Linked DNA regions of Mus musculus: all the other regions are linked to region 3. A link is a contact called in public Hi-C and promoter capture Hi-C data. All regions are on one chromosome and are shown on one strand. Each heading gives the region's core, a stretch centred on a gene start, on an enhancer-like site or on the middle of the called end of the contact. The rest is flanking DNA. Distances are from core to core; before and after follow the strand shown. Region 1 has its middle 76 kb from the start of Gm41649. Region 2 overlaps Fbxo11 (F-box protein 11). Region 3 holds the start of Ppp1r21 (protein phosphatase 1, regulatory subunit 21).

Region 1 (3,444 bases), core at 937-3,436, 650 kb before region 3:
GTAAACGGATGGCATGACCCTTCCATGGTATGGTTAAGGGGATGGTTTTTATTGTAGACATAAGGGAGGGAGCATCCAGCGGCATCTGGAAGAATGCAGAGAAGAAGTAGTAGACTGAACATGGCCAGCAGGATGGACCTGGCCAGGAGAGAAGCATGCACACAGAGAGGGAGGAACAGAGAGAGAGGGAGAGTGGGGAAGTGGGGAGGAGGGAGGCAGAGAGAGCCTAGCCAGGTCATAAGGAGGGTGAGGAGCTAGGGAGAGAAGCCCGTGAGCTGGAGGAGTTTAGGGAAGAGGAGGCGGAGAGCTGGGGCGCTAGCATGGCCTGTGATCACAAGCTCTGAACTATGATAACGGTTGATCTGATACGTGGTGGCTAAAGGAAAGTGGGTGGGTAGTGCACACAGTGTGGGCACACCAGGCCAGGTACACACAGCGTGGCCTCACCAGGCCAAGGGATGATCAGAAGAACAGAGAGGGCAAGTATAATACAATGAGCTATTTTGAGAGACCATGAAGAGAGATTACATTCACCTAGCACCCTGTTTACAGTATATTTATCGTGGGCGCGCTCTGTCAGACACATGAGTGCTATTTATCTTTCTATTTGTTGTCAGAAGATCCAGTAGCTTCATTGGCAGCAATCTGTCAGGTAGTCACACTGTCCTTGCCCTTGTGGTCCGACACACATTCTTTTATTCTTCTCTTATCACTAACAGTAACCCTTAGATCATACATCACATACAGTGGAGGGCGGGGGTGGCTGGGTGTAGGAGAGGGAACATATTTCCAGAGACAGCCAGACATATGTTTATGGAATTCCTGTAAGAAGTCGGAGTGAAGAGTTTTGAGAAACCAAAACTGGGAAGCTGAAATCAATGGAGAGGCAAGGTGCAAGGTGAGTAGATAGAGCTGGTCACCTGGGGTAGAGCAGGACCCTGGGGACAGAGCAGGTCACCAGGGCTGGAGGGTGCTACTGTAGGGCTGGCTGCTGCTGACTCACGGTTAGAGGCGGAGCTTCGGAGCTGAGTCTGGCTGCAGAGGAGACAGGCAACAGTGGGGACTGAGCTGAACTGGAAGTCCCTGGTACAGTGGAGAGTTCTCTACTATTTTGTCCCCTGATACACAGAGGATGGTCACCTAACAGACTGTGAGTTGGGGGGAGGGGTATTGTAAGACAGAATTCCTCTTCAGATAAAGGAGCTCTGCCTCAGGACATCCCTGAGCCCGGTGTGTCCAGAGTGCGATTTTAACACACTCACATGCTCCTACAATCCCAGTTCACCTTGACAAGTGTACAGGGTGACACCCTTTCCACACTCAGGGATAAAACCTCCATCAGTCTGTCCTTCAACACTGGTGATGCCACATGCCCGCCAAGGTAGAGCCAACCTTCTCCAAAATGAACTCTCTCAGGGCGAGGCACAGCCCGAAGACCATGGGAGAATCATGCGGGGCAGGTGCGGTCTGCACTCAACAGTATTGTTACAGTGACCCTAGTTCCTGATCAATCTGTGTTGAATTCATTATTGTTTATATATTTAGTGTTTGATTCTTGAGAGAGGGTCTTGCTATGTAGCCCAGGCTCACTACCTAGGACTCACTATGTAGTCCAGGATGTCCTGGAACTCAGGGTAACCCTCTTTGCTTTGCGTTCAGGGTGCTGACATTACACCTTCCTGTGCCTAACTTAAACATTAAACTTTATCATAGGTATGTATTTTTTTTAAAAAACCACAACATATGTACTATCTGTGACATATGTAGTGTCTGAATCCCCGAGGATGAGGGGACTTGTTCCTGTCCATCTCATCTGTGGAATGGTGGGAGGAGCGCCTCCCAGATGATGGAGAGAACTCAAAGCTCAGGAGCTGGATGGCAGTCCTGGTGTAAAACAAGGGCGTCCACCCTCGACGCGACTGCCGGTTGCCTGGGGGAAATACTTGAAAAGAAAAAGTCTGCTTTTTTGGGGCCTGCCTGGGCTTTTGTTAATAAATTTCCAGTAGGGCGCTTCCGCCACTTGCCTTTTTTTAGAGACGTGAAGAAAGGAGAATTGAAAACATTTCCTATGTTGAAATGAAAGGCACTATTTAATCTTGTCACCATCTGCCTTCGCTCCAGGCTGAGAGCCTGCAGGCCTGGCTGCCTGTTTCCTAGCGACAGGACAGACACACCTTCCCCATTAGAGACACAGCAACTGTAGACAATGCCCTTGCTCCCCCGGGACCTGGAGTGTGGCCTGGCTGGCCCTGGACACTTTCCTTCAAGCAAAGAAACCACTCTAGCTTCCTTCTCGCGGGTCACACAGCAGCAGGCCTAGCCTTTAATTAACTCGAGAAGTTCCTGTGTAGTCTTCAGAACCCAGGTTCTCTCTTCCGCTGACGCTTCACTTCTGGGAGATCCACAATGGTGTGTTCTCGGGGCGCATTCTTTCTAGAAGCTCTGAGGGAGGCTCTGAGCTGTGCGGCCTGGGTCTTAACTCCCACTGGCTCCGGCGCTCTCTGACGCCCCCTGGCTTGCAGACAGGGGGCGCCAACTCTCCATCCTCAGGCAGCTTTTCCTTCCTGTGACTGTGTCTTTCCTGTCCCTTCTGGGGACATTCGCGTAGATTTAGGGCACAACCTAATCTGTGTTGTGTGTTCATCACAACAGTCTTATTTAATTACATCGACAGAGTCCTTGATTCTAAATAAGATCACATCCTGAGGTTCCTGGTGCCATAGCCTTTGGGAAGCCAGAAACTAACCCATGGCAGAGGCCTGTCATGTCACCTGCAGCTCTTTTTTTTTTGTGGGAGAAAGGGTCTGATAAGTAAATGAGAAAGGGCATGACCATTCTAGGTATTGTTGTAGAGAGGTTCTTATGGTAGATATGAGGAAGAAGGACCAAGAGAAGACCCAAGAGAGCAAAGATGGCCAAGAGCGGAAGAACCAAGAAAGCACGGCCTAAATGGCAGGTTTATGTAGAAAGGAGAAGCTAGAGGAAGGGTAGTTTAGGGAAGGGGAGGGGAGGGGAGGGGAGGGGAGGGGAGGGGAGGGGAGGGGAGAGTTTAGGGCAGAGAGTAGGGGTAGGGAATGGAGGATGGGGTTGGGGTGGTGAGAAATGCAGAGATACCAGGACTCTAACAGGAGCTTGGTGAGAACAGAGAGCGCCTGGAAGCCTGGGTTGTTAAATAGACACCGCTGTTAGCCATTTGTCCTGAGTTTTGGGGGGAGGAGCTGACAATAAGCTGCTTATTAGGTGGCTTTACCTCTTGACCCATAACTAATGTGTGCATATATTTAAAGCCAAGCTTGGGAGGGCAGGACACTGCCTGTAAATGTAGCCCTAACCCTCACGGCAGGAATCCAGACTGGTCATTGCCTCGAGCAGTGGTTCTCAGCCTTCCTAATGCTGCAACCCTTTAACACAGTTCCTCACGTTGCAGTGCCTCCAACCATAAAG
Region 2 (3,703 bases), core at 356-2,855, 520 kb before region 3:
TTGCAGACAGGCTCTCACTATGTAGTCTAGGCTATCCTGGAAGTCATTCTGTAGACCAAGTTAGCTTTGAGATAACAAAGATCCACCTGTCTGCTTGTGCCTCCCAAGTACCGGGAGTAAAGGTGTGTGGCACTATTCCCAGCTGACGAAATATTGTTTTAAATTACTAATTTTAAAAAGGTGGGCAGCAGTAGTGGCATGTCTTTAATCTCAGCACTCGGAAGGCAGAGGCAGGCAGATCCAGACACAAGGCCAGCTAGGTCTACAGACTGAAGTTTCAGGACAGCCTGGGCTACACACAGGAAAACCCTGCTTCAAACAAACAAACAAAATTTAAAAGTTAAAAAAATATGGGGCTGTTGAGATGGCTCAGTAGGTAAGAGCACTGACTGATCTCCCAAAGGTCATGAGTTCAAATCCAAGCAACCACATGGTGGCTCACAACCATCCGTAACAAAAATCTTTTCTGGAGTGTCTGAAGTCAGCTACGGTATACTTACATATTAATAAATTAATAAATCAAAAAAATGTATGTGTGTTTTACCTGCATATATGTATGCACCACATATGTGCTGTGCCTGCAGAGACTCGAAAAGATACTGGAACCCTAAACTGGCTGTGCTGGTCAGCGTAAGGGCAATAAGCGCTCTTAACCACTGACCTGTCTCTCCAGCCCAGAAAGCACAGCCTCACCAAACACACAGTGCGTGGTCTCACTACGCAGCCTAGCCTTGCCTGCAACTCTCTTTGTAGGCCAAGCTGGCCTTGAACTCTGCAAGCCTCTGCAGGGGATGGATTAAAGATGTGTGCTACCACACCCAACTAACTCTGCTTTTAAAAAATGAGGCTGCACTCCTTGGAGAAGCCTGTATTAACCCTTAGGTATATCTTACTTCACCTGACTTTTCTTTGGTAAGGCCACACCCATGCTCCTGGCATGCCCTACTTTCTTCTGAGCATCTCTTTCTTCACACAGACATAGTCTATACTGAAATATCTTTGTTAAACCCCAACTCTGCTTCATAAAAACAAACAAACAAACAAATGTAAAAACAAAATGAGTTGGGAGTGTTGGCTGAAAACAGGAGGATCGGTAGTTTAAGGGCAGCCTCAGCTACATAGTCATTTTGAGGCCAGCCTGTGCTATAGAAGATTCTGTCTTCAATATGCTACTGGACTCCATAAATAAAAGATTCCCTCGCAAATCGCTCGGTTGTTATGAAATGTAAATGACAGGAATAACTTCTTGTTTATAGTACTTCTTGGATTAACAAGTTCTCCACATTTATGATAACCATTGTCATTTTCTTTTAATGACTCAGTTGTAACAAGAAGCCCACCCTTCCACCTCCCTTCCCTGCAGCTTCGGTGTCACACACCGTCCGTCTTTCAAGGCAACAGGAGCTATCACTCACCACAAAATTGGATCATTAGCAAGCTCACTGAAGCGTTTACACACGCAAGCAGCTCTACAAAGGTCTTGTTCCAGCAAATAAGAAAATATTTTTAAAACTACTTCATCTGGCAGCTTCTCCTGAAGATACTGTTCAGCGGGTGCTGCTAACAGAGATTAACAGACAGGACAGGGTCATTTAACAGGGTGACTTCCTCACTAAAGAAATTATTTTATCTAACAAACAGTGCCTTTACTGATCTATTTTCCCTTTATCTCTCTCTCTCTCTCTCTCTCTCTCACTCACACACACACACACACACACACACACACACACACACACACACACACACAATGTGTTATCTAGTTTGTTTGTCTGTTTTGTGTTTAAGGCAGTCTTGAAAAGCTTCCTAGGCTGGTCTTGAACTCACTCTAACTTCCTTTTCCAGCCCTTTAGCCTCCCAAGTGGTTATGGCTATACCATTTAGTGTGGCTATTAAAAAACAAAAAACAAAACCCAAAAACTTTTATATAAAAATAAGACAGGATGGAAAGACAGCTCATCATTTAACTTTGTACGGGTCGTGCGGAGGACCCTTTTTTGGTTCTCAGCACCTATAACCTGAAGCTCACAACAGCCTGTAGATCCAGCTCCAGGAAACCCAATGCCCTCCTTCCAGCTTATTTAGCCACAGAAGCACACATAATTAAAAGTAAAAATAAATTTTAAAATAAGTTATAGAGGGAAAGATTAGAGCTCTAAGTACTTTAAAATAGTAACTACTCAATATCTTCAGATAATATTTAGTTTTCGGTTTCACTTACCATATCATCACCATCATCACCGTCATCACTAGACTCTCTATATGGCCCTAACTGTCCTGAAACTCTCCAGCATGGTCTTGAACTCAGAGATCCCCTGCCTCTGACTCCTAAATGCTAGGATTAAAATCATGTGTCACTACACCTAGGCTCAAATATAAACTTTTAAAACTTCACTTCCCATTCAAAATACCTGAAAGATCTTGTGACTTTCCAGACACTCTTGCACGCTTTGCTCGATGACCAAAGTTTTCTGTAGTCGAAGTAGAGGCACCCTTCAAAACCAAGAAGAAAACTTATCAATGAAGTATTCCTACTGTATATAATTCTCTAAAAACGTGACCCATTTTTTTCATTACAAAAACAATTACAATGAACTAACCTCCATACTGCTCTTTGTAGGACACGCTGTTCTTTTTGGCAAAAGAGTTTTTCTGCGAAGTTGGTATGGACTATTTTGTGCACCAGGACCTGATTCTTCTGCAACCATATCTGCAGGAACATCATCTGTAAAACAGAAAAGAAAAATGGGGTCAGTCCTTTTACTAAAATGTCAAATTTGGCAAGAGAAGGAAGAACAGAATTTTGTATGGAATTCCAGCCGACTGGATGACTATCTGGCAGATATTCCACATCTTATAGAACTTGGAAAAACTTTAAGAAAAAAAAGGGGGTGTGTGAAGAGATGTGTCGTTCCGAAGAACAGGACAGAGCAGAGTGAAGTGAGCAGACAGGCAAGCCGTGCCACCGCAAAGTCTCGGGGGTGGGGGGGATGGGGGGGGGGTGGGGGGGATGGGGGGTGGGGGGGATGGGGGGGTGGGGGGGATGGGGGGGTGGGGGGGATGGGGGGGGTGGGGGGGATGGGGGGGTGGGGGGGATGGGGGGGGTGGGGGGGATGGGGGGGTGGGGTGGTGGGTCACCTGCTGTGTATTAGACACCAGCTAGGGGAAGCTACAGACTAAGAGCACGAGGGAAATTTGCAACAGGGAGGGAAAGGGAGCGGACTCAGGCAGAGCAGGAAGAGAGCCTCACCAAGGTGAGGGGATAGCAGACACTTACGCAGAACTAAGTAAAATGAGACCAAGAGCCGGGCGTGGTGGCACACGCCTTTAATCCCAGAAGGGAGGCAGAGGCAGGCAGATTTCTGAGTTCGAGGCCAGCCTGGTCTACAAAGTGAGTTCCAGGACAGCCAGGGCTACACAGAGAAACCCTGTCTCGAAAAAACAAAAACAAAATATATGAGGCCAAGTAAACACACAGGATAATGGAAGCCTGATTTCTGCTCAAGAAAACAGCTATAAATGTACACATATACATATAAAAACAAAAAACAAAATCAAACAAGCAAAGAACCAGAAGGCACCAGTAAGCCTTTTGATGTTGAGCCTAGAATTAAAGGTATAAAGTGTGAAGTTATTGATTTTCAGGCAGCTATAGAACTGCAGATGTAAATACTCAGATGTGCACGGAAACGGTGCTTATCAGTAG
Region 3 (3,468 bases), core at 157-2,656:
GAGCAAGCAGGGACTGAGTGAGCCAGGCCAGCTGGAGTGAGCAGAGGTCCTAAAAATTCAATTTGCAACAACCACAAGAAGGCTCACAACCATCTGTACAGCTACAGTGTACTCATATACATTAAATAAAATAAAAATCGGAATAATGTTACTTCACATATTATGGAGATTATACACACACACACACACACACACACACAGTACATACTGTGTGTGTGTAGTCCAGACTGCTCTCAAACTTGACTTCCTCATGCCTCAGCCTCCCAAATGCTAGGACTGCTGGTATGACTAAACATGTCTGGCTACTTCCACTTCATAATTTTTAAGATTATTTATAGTATATTACAATTCACTATTTTTTTTTTAAAGACAGAGTTTCACTGGCTGGCCTGAAACTTAATATGTAAACCAGTAGAGATCCATTTGCCTGTCTGCCTTCTAAGTACTGAGATTAAAGGTTTATACAGCTGCACCCAGTGCAATTGACTTATTTAGCATAATGTTCATATGTATGTGTTTGTGTACAAATGTAGTTCATTAGTTTCAACTGTCATATTATGTCTCAAGAAACACATATCTTTCTTCATTCATATTATTCTAACAAGAAATACTTCAATGCTATACCTACATTAATCCTCAACAGAACTGTCAAAAATATTTTAAATGAAAAGGAGCAGTTTTTCATCATAAGGTATCTCAAGATATCTAGTCTAGCCGTTTTTTTTTTAAAAACAAAACAAAACATTAATGGTCTTTACATCTCAATGCGTGGTAGAAATTTTCAGAAACTGTATGTTCTTTTACGGCTTAAAATGTTCTGATAGATGAATAAGGGTCAGGGGCGGGCATGTGGCATTTGAGTAGAGAAAGGTCAATGACAAAACACAGAAGACAATGAAGGTTTTCTGATCTGAGAAGGGGAGAAGGGCAAACGGTATAAATATGTGCTAGGTTGGACGGTTTACAGTGTAGCACAAGTCTGGGTATCCAGATAATGAATGAGAAGGCGGAAAACAAGCTTCCAAGAAGCAAGCGACTGACGCTAGGCGGTTGCTATGGCGACTAGGGGACTGGGTAGCCAGAATTCTTGATGTTCTTAGAATGCTTCTCCTTGCATCCTCTGTCTCTCCCTTCGGTGTTCCATCCATTCCGTAGGCACTCATTCTCCTCCCGCTTGATTCTGGCTCGCCCGGAAACGGGTCGCCATCTTCCCGCCTCTTCCAACATGGCGTCTAGGGTCTCAGGAGGGGCAAAAGCACCGCACAGGCGGGTCCGTCGGGCCGCACATGCGCGAACCGGAGCACCAGAGGGCGGGGCGGTGATGTCAAGACGTCGCCCCGCCCCCGGTGGTCGCCCCGCCTCTGGTCCCGCTCCTCCTCCCTCCCGCCTGGAAACCCGGAAGTGGAGGAGGAGGAGGCGCGGCGGCGGCGGCGGTGCTGCAGAAGCTGGCTGAGCCCTGCCCGGGAGGAGCAAGTGTGGGGTTGGGGGCGGGGGGCGGGGCTCGGCAGCCCGGGCGGCCAGGCCTGGACGGGGCGGGGGAGGCCATGGCCTCCGCAGAGTTGCAGGGGAAGTACCAGAAGCTGGCTCAGGAGTACTCGAAGGTACCCATCGTGGGTGGGGGAGACAGGGGTTTCTGGCCCGGAGGCCTCAGCTGGCCGTGGCAGCGATTTGGGATGGTGGGGGGGATGCAGAGGGCTCCTCCTCTCCTCTCCACCTCCTGCTTCCACCATTACGATGCCTCCACCTGCAGCTCCATGGAGATAGGGCCGGGCGGTGTCTGGGTCCGTGTGCGTCTCTGCAGAAAGGAGCTGGAGTTTGAGTCTTCCTTCTCGCTGGACCAGCAGGCTTAGAAATGGAATGACAGAAATCCAAGGCACAGCTCTTGGTGCTAGCCTGAGGGGAAGGGAGGAATGAGGGACCACCCTATGCTCTCTGCTTTCTCAGTTCGCCCGATGATGGGGAAATCACCATCTCCTTTTCGCGAGGAGATGCTTTTAAAGTTAAAACGACTTATTTGCCACCACATCAGTTTGGGAGCGTAAACGGCCTCATTGGGATGGGTGCTTTGGAATACAGATGTTGTCGCCACTGATTTTGACAGCTTGGGTGGTGGGGCTGATGTCTTTTTCTCTTGCACCTTCCTTCCGTGGAATGGGGCAGTGCACACCGCAGGTTCTCCTTAAATACAGAATTATGCAAAACAGGGACCCGGCCTTCTGAAGTGTCAGTCTTTCAAATGGTGAAACCTTTTTCTTGGACAAGGGTGGTGCAGTTTCTGGGTAGGGTTTTCTGCCTGAAGAATATTCTAATGAAGTTATTAAAGCAGAATCTCACGCCTTTGAAAAGGATTCGGTAGTCGTGTTTAATTTCCAATTATCTTGGCATTCACAGAAGCAATGAAAAGATTTCGCCCTTTTTCTAATTTGAAAAAAAAAAAAACCCAAGTGTACGACATCCCCCTTTATGATTTTATTAAGCTTGTATTTGGGAAGGTAAAGTGAAATATAAAGAAATGATACTGGCACCTAAGCGTGCACCCTTAAGTCCTCAGCATCAGATGGGAGCCTTGATGGCATTCAGCTTATCACTCACCTTGTCCACTCCCTTTGTAGTTCCGTCTGAAATCCTCGTAGACTTCTGTGGCTCAGCGCCTGAGATAGTGCATTGTCTTTTGGGGGAGGATTCCCTTGTTTGGAACAGTTCCATATAACGAAGGAGGGTGGGTGGAGGATGGCAGTGCCCAAATTTGCCACTACTATTTTTGGTTGAAAATGTTTCATGCATATAAAGTAAGGGGCCCGATTTCCATCTCTGGAGGGTAAATAACTTTGAAAGTTTGGTTCCAAATGGCCAGTGAGTAGAGTTCCAGAAGGGCTCAGAGCAGTGGCCGTGTTGCGGGAATAATTATATCACCTCCTAAAGTAATGAAAGGCATGGAAAGGTTTTATTCTTTTGGGTATGTTAATGTGTTCAACAAACTCATGTTATATGTGCACCCCGCAAGCAGTGTGCCAGGCTCAGTTGAGAAAGCCGGAGTTCAAGCTGCACAATCACCTTTAATAGACCCTTAAATTAGCGTGGCCTGCAATTATGATACAGTGTAGCAAGTGATGGTCAGCGCAGCTCAGAGGAGAGGTCACTGGGGAAGGGGGAGTTCCTTACACTAGGGAGTAGGGAAGGGGATGAAGAGAGTGGTAGCTTTCCATGTAACTCGGTTAGCCTATGCTGGCTGTCCTGAAAACATCTTAAGATACATGGCAGGCAGAGTGTGGTGAAGGGAGAGTGGGCTAGATCATGAGGGCTGTGGATTTCAGATAAGATGTGTGCAATGGGAAGGTCAAAGAAACCCAACCATCCATCTGTCCATCCACCCGTCTGTCCGTCCATCCGTCTATCTATCCATCTATTTATTAGTGTGTGTGTGTGTGTGTGTGTGTGTGTGTCTCTGTCTGTGTCTGTGTGTGTGTG

Evidence for each region. Promoter capture Hi-C pulls out the DNA fragments that hold promoters and counts their contacts. A called contact is a pair of places that touch in the nucleus more often than the background predicts.
Region 1: a contact with region 3 is called in a Hi-C map of the N1E-115 cell line, with 6 times the contacts expected there. The contact joins the enhancer-like site here to the promoter of Ppp1r21 in region 3. A contact is called at or near these places in 1 of 39 promoter capture datasets (pre-B cells), 4 of 484 Hi-C or Micro-C datasets (the G1E-ER4 cell line, the N1E-115 cell line, pre-B cells and 1 more) and 2 of 115 datasets of contacts at active chromatin or transcription factors (astrocytes and embryonic stem cells).
Region 2: a contact with region 3 is called in a promoter capture Hi-C map of the HPC-7 cell line. The contact joins the enhancer-like site here to the promoter of Ppp1r21 in region 3. A contact is called at or near these places in 21 of 39 promoter capture datasets (the 3T3-L1 cell line, 3T3-L1-derived adipocytes, the C10 cell line and 13 more), 4 of 484 Hi-C or Micro-C datasets (B cells, bone marrow-derived macrophages, brown adipocytes and 1 more), 4 of 115 datasets of contacts at active chromatin or transcription factors (astrocytes, bone marrow-derived macrophages, embryonic basal ganglia and 1 more) and 4 of 9 other capture datasets (adipose tissue, liver, macrophages and 1 more).

Annotation. Positions count from the first base shown.
Region 1 is chr17:87,875,480-87,878,923 of GRCm38.p6, forward strand. No RefSeq gene overlaps it. Among named protein-coding and RNA genes, the nearest start is that of Gm41649, 76 kb to the left of the region's middle. Within about 2 kb of position 2,187, at least 97 of the 459 cell types and tissues checked have an H3K27ac peak or open chromatin away from gene starts, as enhancers often do. A contact at or near this core is called in the N1E-115 cell line, astrocytes and embryonic stem cells, where this site is marked.
Region 2 is chr17:88,012,991-88,016,693 of GRCm38.p6, forward strand. It overlaps Fbxo11 (F-box protein 11), which reads right to left. Exons shown (of 23, transcript NM_001081034.3): 2 at 2,598-2,722; 3 at 2,409-2,490; 4 at 1,416-1,560. Among named protein-coding and RNA genes, the nearest start is that of Msh6, 40 kb to the left of the region's middle. Within about 2 kb of position 1,606, at least 8 of the 459 cell types and tissues checked have an H3K27ac peak or open chromatin away from gene starts, as enhancers often do. A contact at or near this core is called in the HPC-7 cell line, where this site is marked.
Region 3 is chr17:88,528,718-88,532,185 of GRCm38.p6, forward strand. Ppp1r21 (protein phosphatase 1, regulatory subunit 21) reads left to right here and starts at 1,407. Exons shown (of 22, transcript NM_028658.4): 1 at 1,407-1,601. The coding sequence starts at 1,545.